Linked DNA regions of Pan troglodytes: region 1 is linked to region 2. The links are chromatin contacts, called in public HiChIP or PLAC-seq maps. All regions are on one chromosome and are shown on one strand. The core of a region is the stretch at or near the end of the contact, and the rest is flanking DNA. Distances in the headings are between cores, read along the strand shown. Region 1 holds the start of PNP (purine nucleoside phosphorylase). Region 2 holds the start of CCNB1IP1 (cyclin B1 interacting protein 1).

The links. HiChIP or PLAC-seq counts read pairs in DNA pulled down with a chosen protein or histone mark.
Region 1: an H3K4me3 HiChIP or PLAC-seq map of stem cell-derived excitatory neurons shows a contact between it and region 2, with 4 times the contacts expected there. The contact joins the promoter of PNP here to the promoter of CCNB1IP1 in region 2.

The regions. Positions count from the first base shown.
Region 1 is chr15:18,904,367-18,910,796 of NHGRI_mPanTro3-v2.0_pri, reverse strand. PNP (purine nucleoside phosphorylase) reads right to left here and starts at 2,365. Exons shown (of 7, transcript XM_009427405.3): 1 at 1,896-2,365; 2 at 536-1,219. The coding sequence starts at 546.
Region 2 is chr15:18,770,552-18,776,367 of NHGRI_mPanTro3-v2.0_pri, reverse strand. It overlaps CCNB1IP1 (cyclin B1 interacting protein 1), which reads left to right and starts at 4,490. Exons shown (of 8, transcript XM_063792776.1): 1 at 4,490-4,695.

The DNA of each region.
Region 1 (6,430 bases), core at 1,116-3,615, 140 kb before region 2:
TCCCACCGAGTTAATCATACTTCCAGTCTGGAAGGAAGGGAGGAGTGCAACTGGCAAAGGAGGTGAGTAATCTTGCCTCTAAAGGAGGAACTCCGAATTTGAGCACCAAAAGTACCTCGCAGCTTTACCCAGACCCTAGCATGGGAATTTATGAAGAGCGCAGGGGGTGAGGAGACCTCCTCCTGGTATGGAGTGAGGGATATATACATATACTCACTCTCCACTTGTTCCCCTAACACACACACGGAGACACACAACGGCTGCTTTTACGGAGTAGCTTAGACCGCACCAACCTGTCCCCTTCCTGCTCCGGTGGCGCCACCCCAGCTCGATTCCCGCGTGCGTCCCTGCCCGCGCTGGCTGCCGCATGACTCTGCCGCCTTGCTCCCGACACTAGGCTCAGTGCCAGGCCTCTCTGCATCCCCCGGGCGCTCGCTCCCTCCCCCAGCTCCCTCTGGGCCCAGTGTGCCAGGTTCCCGGGTCTCACAGCACCTGCCCCTCCCCAAGGGTCCTGCGGGCCTGGTGCCCTCCTCACCCGTTCTCCATGGTCTCGCAGACGCCCTCTCGATGAGCCTGCTCCGGTGTGCTCCTATCCGCTCCGATCCGCTCGGATCCGCTCCGCTATGCTGAACTGAGCAAGACTGCCGGGTCTGGTTCGCACAGTTGGCTCACTGTTCTAGCTCTGGCTTATATCCCTTGCCCTGGAGTCCCCAGCCAATGGCAAGCGAGCACGCGGGCCGGCCCTGTCTCCATGGTGACACACCCTAATTCAATCGGCTGAACCTGGGCTGTAAACCTAATCAGAGTTCTTCCCAGCCCTAAACCTTCTCCCCCGGGGCGGGCGGGGGGAGCCGGAGCGCACCCAGCATTTCATCTCCGTACCCATTCCAGTCCGCAGGGCAGGAGTTCCCAGCAAGAAGGCCTATGCGGAAATAGGGCTAGAAGTAGGGAGGAGAGCCCCCAGCCCTCTCCTTGCAACATTATGTTGTTGCTGTGTCAATAGCAAACCGTGAGAGATTCAAAAAGGAAAAATTTCATACCTTAGATTGTACAACCCCAGAATAAAAATGAAGCGAGCCTGTGTCCGAGTTGCTCCCTGGACAAGGGAAGCTGGGTCGCCCCCGGCAACAGTGCTAACTTGGAGGATACAGGGTTTAGGAGAGCACATCCAGGCCCAGACAGGGAGAATAAAAAGTTCTCAGGCAAGAATTCCGGGGTCCTAGATGCCGACAGAAAGGAGAAAGGATAAGGATGGATTTGGTGGGTAGGGACACAGATAATCCCTTGATCTGCGCAATATTGATCCAAGCAATTCAGGTAACTAGAGGACTCCTCCCACGAAGAAAATTCTGTTATCGGAATACACGGGTACCAGAATATAACATAAATAGCGTGTCTTTGGTAGAATACAACTATTTCTTCTGCCCACATTTAAAATTTAATTTTTACATTAAATTTACATTTTTACATTAAATTTACATTTAATTTTTAATTTAAAAAATTAAAAAAAATTTATATATAAAGGCCAGGCGCGGTGGCTCACGCCGGTAATCCCAGCACTTTGGGAGGCCGAGGTGGGTGGATCACCTGAGGTCAGGTGTCGGAGACCAGCCTGGCCAACAAGGCAAAACCCCATCTGTATTAAAAATACAAAAAATTAGCTGGGCGTGGTGGCAGGCGCCTGTAATCCCAGCTACTTGGGAGGCTGAGGCAGGGAGAATGGCTTGAACCCGGGAAGTGGAGGTTGCAGTGAGCTGAGATCACACCATTGCACTCCAGCCTGGGCAACAGAGTGAGTAGCTGTTTCCTGAGAACTTACTAGCACTTTGAAAATAACAATGCACACAAATTGAAAAAAAATTTTTGTTCTTAAATAACCACAAACAGTTACTTACGGGATATGTACATCTGTTTGGCGCTACTCAACTTCTCACATGCAGGAATCCAATGCTGCCACCCTCATTTTCTGTTCCATGCTGATTTTTACACAGTACTTTTTTTTTTTTACTTAATACTTAATTTTTATCAGAGGGACCTTCTAAAACCATCTTTTGTAAAGATATGTTGTCTTTATATATATATATATTTTTTGAGACAAGGTTTCACTCTGTAACCCAGGCTGGAGTACAGTGGCACGATCTTGCCTCACTGCAATCTCTGCCGCCTCGGTTTGAGCCATTCTTTTGCCTCAGCCTCCCGAGTAGCTGGGATTACAGGTGCCTGCCACCATGCCTGGCTAATTTTTGTATTTTTAGTAGAGACAGGGTTTTGCCATATTGGCCAAGCTGGCCTTGAACTCCTGACTTCAACTGATCTGCCCGCCTCGGCCTCTCAAAGTGCTGAGAGTATAGGCACGAGCTACCACACCCGGCCAGATATATTGTCATCAAAAGGAATGTAGCACAATCTAATGTTCCAACTGTGAATCACCTCAGGTTAATAGGTCACACAGTGTTTAAGAAATATAAAATATTGCTGTGTTTCCTTTGAAAATTAAAAATATTCCACAATACCCTTGTGAGCTTGTACTTTGGCACAGAGTTTGGGAACCATGGCCCCATGCCACCTCATTCCTGAATCTATGTAGTGTAAATGAATGGGCTCTAATAAAACTACCTGTGTATGAATGCCATCTTCACCCCTTATTTACTCGTTGTGTGATTCTAGGCAAGTAAAATTCTTATTATGCTTCAATTTTTTCATCTGTAAAATAGCAATAATCGTACTATTTTTGCAAGGATTATACAGAATACCTTTTACATGTTTAGGTAAATGCCTGGCTATATAATAAGCACACATTAAATGCTGGCTATTATGATTAATCTCCATTGTCTCTTTCTCTTTTGTTCTTTCTAGACTCTCCTAACCATAAATTGAATCAAAATAAAAACTAGAGGTATATCCAGCCTATCAATACCAATGAATCCCACACTGTTCAAAACAGAAGGCACTAGCCATGTGTGGCTATTTAAAAGTAATAAAATTAATTAAGATGAAATATAATAAAAATAATTCAGTTACCTAATCATACTAATTACACTGTAACTTCTCGATAGCCACATGTGGTTAGTGGCTACCATATTGCATAGCATAATTACGTTTTTATGCTAGAGCACAGCACTGCTCTTATCTTTTATAGTCACTGCTACCTTGTATCCACATAAAAGAAACTGGAACTGTGCTTTATTATTTACTTTTAGGGTAAAAGAGTTCCTGTAGCATTCCTATAGACAGGAACCAGACAATCATCAATCTTAGGGTGATTAGAGTTCATTAATGCCTTATTACCTTTTCTTCTATCTTCTCATCACTTCTATCTTCAGAGGGACTCCTTGTCCAGGAACATACTTAGTAACACACTTACCCTCCACCCGCAAGATCAAGGAAACTAAAAAAAAGTGGCAGGAATAGGTTCTAAGTCACTCAGTATTGCCTTGTGGAACGTATTTTATTCCTGCCCTCTCAGCTGAGATCTTTTATTCTCTCTAGATCACAAGCTAAATATGCGGTTTTAAAAATATCTATCCCTGGCCAGGCACAGTGCCTCAGACCTGTAATCCCAGCACTTTGGGAGGCCAAGACAGGAGGATTACTTGAGCCCAGGAGTTTGAGACCAGCCTGAGCAACATGGTGAAGTCCCATCTCTACAAAAAATACAAAAATTAGCCAGGTGTGGTGGCATCTGTGGTCCCAGCTACTAGGGAGGCTGAGGCAGGAGAATCACCCGAGCCCAGGAAGTCAAGGCTGCAGTGAGCTGTGATGGCGCCACTGCACTCCAGTCTGAGTGACAGAGTGAGACCCTATCTCAAAAAATAAAATAAAATATCTACTCCCCTTATCACCATAATCTTTGGTCTTCCATTTTCTCCAATTACTGAAATTAAAACATTTTAGGGTTTTTCCCTGTTTTTTTTTTGTTGTTGTTGTTTTTTGTTTGTTTGTTTTTAGATAGGGTCTCGCTCTGCCACCCAGGCTGGAGTGTAGTGGCTCAACCTCAGCTCACTGCAGCCTCAATCTCCTAGGCTCAAGCGATCCTCTTTCCTCTGCCTCCCAAGTAGCTAGGACTACAGGCACGCACCACCGCATTCGCCTATTTTTTATTTTTATTTTTTTAGAGATGGGGTATCTTCATGTTGCCCAGGCTGGTCTCAAACTCCTGGGCTCAAGTGATCCTCCCACCTCAGCCTCCCAAAGTACTGGGATTATGGGCATGAACCAGCACATCCAGCCCTTCTCTTTCTGTTATAGGGATCACTTGTATTTCTCTTTTCTAAGAGTGAGACTTCCATCTGTGCCTCACTCAGTGGCAGGAAGAACAGAGCAGAGATAAAGGACTGGCCTACCATCCTCTATTCCAAAGACCTTGGCTCCTAGAAAGGGAAGCCAGGAATTCCCTAAAGGAAAGAGCAAAGAACTGAGGCCCAGGAAGAGCAAGGAGCAAATTACAAGGGAGCAAAGTCCCAATGTAATTAACGTAAATTAATTCTTTAAAACCAGGTCACACCCTACCCAATCCCACCCAACCCCCGGCAAACTACCCCTCGTCTTAGTTAACTCACTCTGCACATTACCAGAAACTTTCTGTGCCTTTGAAATGCAGTAAGGGATTGTGTTGTTTTCACACAGGTGGTAAATTACCACTTCAGGAAAGAGGAAAAAAGAAATAGGGCATGTGGAATATGTGAAAAAAAAGAAATCAGATTGGGACACTTTGGGTCATAGAAGCCAAGCAGATGTTTTCCACCCCATCCTCTGGCCATGTACACACTGTACTAGTTATCACTTTGTTGGAAATCTAAAGAAAAAAATGCTTTGAAATCTTCACAGTGTCTTTATATTCTATTATATAACACACTGAAGTGTGTTCCCCCAAATTCTTATGTTGACGCTCTAACCCTCATTGTGACTATATTTGGAGATAAGTCCCTTAAAAAGGTAATTAAGTTTAAATGAGGTCATAATGGTGGGGACACAATCCAATAAGACTGTTGTTCTCATAAGAAGAAGAGAGGCCAGGCAGGGTGGTGCTCACCTGTAATCCCAGCATTTGGACACCAAAGCAAGAGGATCACTTGAGCCCAGGAGTTAGAGACCAATGACCAGCCTGGGCAACATAGTGAAACCCTGTCTCTACAAAAAATTAAAATATTAGCTAGGCATGGTGGCATGCACCTGTCATCCCAGCTACTTGGGAGACTGAGGTGGCAGGATTGCTTGTGCCCAGGAGTTCAAGGCCGCCACAGACTATGACTGCACCACTGCACTCCTGCCTGGGTGACAGAGTGAGACCCTGTCTCTAAAAGCACAGAAAAAGAAGAGAAAGAGGAAGAGAAAGCAAAAATGTGTGTAGAGAAAAGGCCATTTATGCCACAGTGAGAAGGTGGCCATCTGTAAGCTAAGGAGAGAAGCCTCAGGAGAAAGCAAACCTGCCAATATCTTGATCTTGGGCTTCCAGACTCCAGAGCTGTGAGAAAATAAATGTTTGTCGTTTATGCTATCTGTAGTGTTTTTTATGTCCTAGCAAATGTTCTCAATCTAAGTGAGAAGATCCCACCCCATAGGTAAAAATCAGGCAATACCTGAGACACTCAATATTTACCAGAGATAATATTAAAATGACTTATCTGTATAATACAGGTACCAACCAATCAGAACCAATGGCACCATAAACAACCAATGCCAGCCACCCTGTAGTGCCCCAGCTGAATATCCTCCCTGCTTGCAACTGCAGCTAACAATATTGTTCAGTACCCAGCAAATTTATCCCAAGATGGGGCTTAAGTTACTTCATTAATTAATTAGAGAGCCATCTATCAAGCAGCTTCTATGTTCCAGGCATTTAGCATAAAAGGGGGCTCATCCCAAGCACCTTCTCTCTGCCACTTCTGTGCTTCTGCCCCTTTCAATCTACCTATCAAATTATTTGAATGTAAAATATTAGATCATAAGTCAGAAGATGGGGATTTAGAGCTCCATTTCAATCTGTCACTTAGCTTAAATGACTCCAGTTTACACAGCCTCAGTTTCCACATCTGTAAAATAAAGATATAGTCTTGCCTTCCCTGTCCACATCACAGTGGGTTCTGAAATAAAATGAATATAACTATGAATGTGCTTTATTGGCCGGGCACAGTGGCTCATGCCTGTAATCCCAGCACTTTGGGAGGCCGAGGCGGGTGAATCACGAGTTCAAGAGATTGAGACCATCCTGGCCAACGTGGTGAAACCCCATCTCTACTAAAAATACAAAAATTAGCTGGGTGTGGTGGCACACACTTGTAATCCCAACTACTCGGGAGGCTGAGGCAGGAGAATCGCTTGATCCCGGGAGGTGGGCAGACATCACACCACTGCACTCCAGCCTGGCGACAGAATGAGACTCTGTCTCAAAAAAAAAAAAAAAAAGCTTTATTAACTGTGAGCAAGTTCC
Region 2 (5,816 bases), core at 3,241-5,740:
ACATTGCAGATATTCAAAACCAAAAAGCTCCTCCCTTAATTCCCTCAATCCTGCTCCTAGGAGTAACTTGTTAGCAGTTTGGTGTGTCTCTTTCCAGACTATTTTCTTTTCATTTACTTGCAAAAATGTGCACATACAGAATTATTCTATTTTGCATTTTTTTGTGGGGGGGGGGAGAAGTGTTACATAAACGTGAGCATATTACATGGTGTTATTCTTGGCTATTTTCACTTCATATGCATTGGAGATGTTTTCATGTCAGTACATGCAGATTTACTTCATTCTGTTTAACTACTGGGTAGTATCTCATAGAATGGTTGTATCATTTAAAAAATGTTGTGGGTACATAATAGGTGTATCAATTTATGGGGTATATGAGATATTTGTTTATTTACTTATTTATTTGAGACTGAGTCTCGCTCTGTCACCCAGGCTGGAGTGCAATGGCGCGATCTCATCTCACTGCAACCTCCACCTCCGTGGTTCAAGCGATTCTCCTGCCTCAGCCTCCTGAGTAGCTGGGATTACAGGCGCACACCACCATGCCCGGCTAATTTTTGTATATTTTAGTAGAGATAGGGTTTCACCATGTTGGTCATGCTGATCTTGAACTCTTGACCTCGTGATCCACCCGCCTCGGCCTCCCAAAGTGCTGGGATTACAGGCGTGAGCCACCGCACCCAGCACATGAGATGTTTTATGTGCAATGTGAAATAAACACATCCTGGAGAACGGGGTATCCATCCCCTGAAACCTTTATCCATGGACAGTCTTTCAGTTATTTTAAAATGTACAATTAAGTCATTATTGACTGTAGTCACCCTATTGTGCTATCAAATAGTAGGTTTTATTCATTCTTTCTAACGATTTTTTTGTACCCATTAACCACCCCTGCCGCCAAGGAATAGTTGTATCATGATTGAATGATCTTTGAATAGACATGGGTGTTTCTAATTGTTTTGCCGTCATAACCAGTGCTACAAGGAACATCCTTCCTTGAACATGCCCATTTGAGCACAATAGTTCTCCAGGGTGGATAACCAAATGTGAACTTGCAAAGGAGATGCTTAATTTTTAATTACAGACAAATGGCCATTCTCAATTCTTCATTTTGAATAAATTATAAATGAAATTTTTAGAGTGCTGCCTTTTCCAAGAGTTTACTCACTTCAGCAGTGATAACATCCCTTTTTTCCTTTTTTTAAATTTATTTTTTATTTCAATAGGTTTTTGAGGAGCAGGTGGTGTTTGGTTACATGAATAAGTTCTTTACTGGTGATTTCTGAGATTTTAGTGCACCCATCACCCAAGCAGTGTACACTGTACTCAGCATGTAGTCTTTATCCCTCACCCCCACCACCCTTTCAGTGATAACATCCTTAAACGATAGTCATTCAGTTGGTGTTCTCCAAAGGGTGAGCCTCAAATCTACCGGAAGTACCTGAGGGTGCTTATTAAAATACATATTCCTGAGTCCCACCCACTGAATTAGAATCTCTGAATGACGTGTGTCCCAGGAATCTACTTTTTTTTGAAACAGGGTCTCACTCTGTTGCCCAGGCTAGAGTGCAGTGGTGTAAACACAGCTCACTACAACCTCTACCTTCTGGGCTCATGCTCTCTTCCCGTCTCAGCCTACCTTAGTAGCTGGGACTATAGAGGCATCACCACTCTTGGCAATTTTTTATTTTTATTGTTTGTAGAGACAGTTGTTTTACCATGCTGCCCAGGCTGCCCTCAAACTCTTGGGCTCAAGCGCTCCTTCTGCCTCCACCTACCAAGTATTGGGACTACAGATGTGACCTACCACACCTGGCCCCAGGAATCTATAGACTTTTAAACAATTTCAAAGTTATTTTACAGAGCACAAAATTTTGATGTTACCAGCTGAAGAGAATTTCATCATGGATTATTATAAGTATTAAAGCCTGGAATACAGAATATCATAAAGAAATGTTAGATATTTAATGGGAATTTGAAAAGAATATTGTACTTTCTAAGGTTTTCTGAAATCACACAATAGGAAGCAGTGCAATGTGGTGGTTGAGTTTGGGCTGTCAAGTTGGATGGCTGCTGTCTCAGTTTGTTTTCTGTTGCTTATAACAGAATACCTGAAACTGGGTCACTTATTTATTAGTTTGTTTTTTAATTAATTTATTTTTTGGATACAAAGTCTTGCTCTGTCTCCCAGGCTGGAGTATAGCGGTACTCCAAACCTACACCTCATTAGTTCAAGCGATTCTCCTGCCTCGGCCTCCCAAGTAGCTGGGATTACAGGTGTGCACCAACATGCCTGGCTAATTTTTTGTATTTTTAGTAGAGATGGGGTTTCGACATGTTGGCCAGGCTGGTCTCGAACTCCTGGCTTCAAGAGATCCACCTGCTTCGGCCTCCCAAAGTGCTGGGATTACAGGTCTAAGCCATCACACCAAGCCTGGGTTATTTATTTAGTTAGTTAGTTTTTGAGAAGGGCCTCACTCTGTCACTCAGGCTGGACTGCAGTGGCACAATCTTGGTTCACTGCAACCTCTGCCTCCCGGGTTCAAGTGATCGATCCTCCCACCTCAGCTTCCTGAGTAGCTGGGACTACAAGCCCATACCACCATGCTCAGCTAATTTTTGTATTTTTAGTAGAGACGAGGTTTCGCCATGTTGGCTAGGCTGTGGGGTAATTTATTTTAAAAAAGAAATTTATTTTTTGCAGTTATGCATGCTGTGAAGTCCAAGGTTAAGGGACTGCCTCTGGGTTGTATCTGAACTCCTTCTTGCTGGAGGGGACTCGCTGTGATGTTCCAAGGCGTGGCAGGAAATCACATGGCCAGGATGCTGAGGCTGCTAACATGCTATCCTTAAGTCTCTTTTCCTTTTCTTTAAAGCCACTAGTTCCCCTCCCATGATAACCTATTAATCCATGAATGGATTAATTTATTCATGAGGGCAGAGCCCTCATGATCCAGTCACCTCTTGAAGGCCCCACTTCTAATGAGGATTAAGTTTCAGCCACTTTAGGGATTAAGTTTCAACATTAATTTTGTAAAAGGCGAAAGATTTATGCGATATGAAAAGAAACTAGAGTGACAACATGAATTTTGAAGGGGACAGTCAAACCATAGCAACTGGGATCTGAATTCTGACTTTACCACTTGCTAAATAGACAAATTCCTTAATCTCTATAACTCTGTTTCCTTTTTTTTTTTTTTTTTGGTGAAATAGTTATAATGAAAGTGCTTACATTCTTGGGTTAAGGTGAAGATTAAACAAGGTAATGAATATTACATTTCTTGAATATTTATAGTAAACATTCAAGAAATGTTTTGACTCGAACTTACAATAAATCAATTATGAAACAACAAATTAGCATTTGATGCTAAATGTTGGGAAATTTGGGGCAGGTAAACTCTAAAGTGGATTAGAATAGGTAATTTCTAGTAAGGTGGAAGAAGGGTGGATAGGATGAAATGATTAAAAAATGAGAACTACTATGAGTTACAGTTGTATCATTTCTCCATATAACTTGAATCTTTATACTTCAAACATTTGCACATTACATGTATATTTGTACATATAACACATATTTGTATATATATTCCCTATTATTATAATAGTATTTATTAAGAACAATGATGAATATTGTGCCGGGGAGTCCTCTAATTATGGCTTAAAAAGAAATCTTTCAGCTTGGGCAACATGGCGAAACCCCATCTCTACAAAAAAATACAAAAATTAGCTGGGTGTGATGGTGCTCGCCTGTAGTCCCAGCTACTTACTGAGGCAGGAGATCGCTTGAACCTGGGAGGTCAAGGCTACAGTGAATCGAGATTTCACCACTGCACTCCAGCCTGGGACACGAAGTGAGACCCTGTTTCAAAAAAAAAAAAAAAAAAATTTAACAGAGTAAGAACCTATACTTTAACTGGAGGGCGATGTGAGGAGTCAAAATAATTGATTAATCAATTATGTCCTCAGCATTGAAAGTCATTGTTTTTGTCTGGAGATGTGTAAAACGTACACTTTGATCTCCAGTTGTTTATAGTCTACTTGGGAAGGTAAATCTAACAAGAAATATGTAATAACAATAATAACAGCTAACATTATTGAGTACTGTGTACCGGGCATTGTACTGAGTACATTATATAAATTATTTTACTTAATCCTCATAACCATCAGAGTAGGAAGATTTCATCTTTTTTCCCTCTTTTTATAGTTGGAACTGAGGCTTAGATGTGTGCAAATAAGTGGCAAGGTTCAGATTCAAAATCAGCTAAATTTTATTTGAAGCCTAAAACACTTAACCCACCTACCTTTTATCTACTAAGCCTGTTAGTTCAAAGATTACCTGAAGGTAAATTTTATCAGGCCAGCTTTGGATCTGGGGGGAAAAAATGAAGGTAAATTTTAACTTGAATCGATCTAGACCGTTTATAATGGAATCTGTTGCCTAGCATAAGTTAAGCATGTTGAGGTCACAAAGGATAAGAAATTACCCTTAAGGGATGAAAATTCTTTGGAATAGAATGCAGTAGGCCCACGCAAACAACAACGTGTATAAATAGCTTAAATTAGCCTGTTTTTGCCTAAGTACATTAACTCAAAAGGAAACTTGGTTGAAGAAGTTCACTCCAAAAATAGTGCAAGAAGCATCACTGGTCCATAAAGAGGGGTGGAGTGGGTTACGTCATTTCAGCACCTTTTAAGGTAAAGGAGGAGGGAATCCTCTTGAACTCATTAGCCAATCAGGTTCTGAAGACACTTCCCAAGGCGACTTCCTGTCTCTCCACTTTCTTTCCCTCTCCGTTTTGGTGGGCTGGTGAGTGTGCGCTTAATTTTGCTCTCTCATTGTTTTGAATTTCTCTTCCATTTGAGTTATACACCCAGGTGGCAGGCCTTTATTTCAAGTCGGCATTGGAGTGTGTTTGAGTCGCAAGGAGATTAATTTCGGCTGCGTGGAGGTTGGGAGAAGGCAGTGAAATGCTCTTCCTGGCTTGTTTCCACGTGGGCCTCTGCAGTACTGGCTTTGCCTTCCATCTCCGAGTCCTGGTGACCCAGGAACAATAGACTGTGCTTCATGTGTACAGTGCGTGCATTTTGCTTGGCGGGAAAGATATTATCCTAATGCTGTTTTGATTTATATCTCCCTGGGTGAGGTCAGATTTCGGGAGAAGGCGTTCAGCTCAGTAGAGTTTAATTCTCCGGTGAGTGTCTAGAGGGCCCAGGTCCTTACTGGGTTTGTGGAAGCTGCAGCGTACCTTGCCTTTCCCCTGGCCTTTGCTCAGATCATTTCGGCTTTCTTGGTGAACCTGGGCAGCAAACTCTGAAGACAGATAAGCCTTAAAAGGAGCTCCTAATTTTTAATGTTGCCACTGTGGTGATTGTGTCCTTAAAAGCTATGGAAAAAGATTAGGGACCTTAGTTCAGGGCAAGCCTCTAGATTTAAATTCCAGCGCCACAGTTTACAGCTCTGGTGACCTTGGGAGAAGCAGTGAGCCATTCCGAGGCTTAGCTTTCCAAGATCAGATAAAATATATAAAAACTAGGCTCTAGTTGGTGTGTAATAAATGTTAGGTACCTTTAGAAGTAAGCAGTACTTATTTATTTACAGCAAGTATTTTGGATATCTGTTTTCTCATAAAAAGTTTTGCTTAGTGACCTTCAATGTCATTTCACTGAATTCCTTTCTTTTGGTACATGTTAATTTTTATGTGATGTTTGTGTTGGATATTCTTATAGGCAGAAAGTGTGAGAAAGACAAATAATAAACCAGTTAATCGAATGTAGTAATAGGTATTTGTAGGCCTCCCATAATTTTTATAATTCTC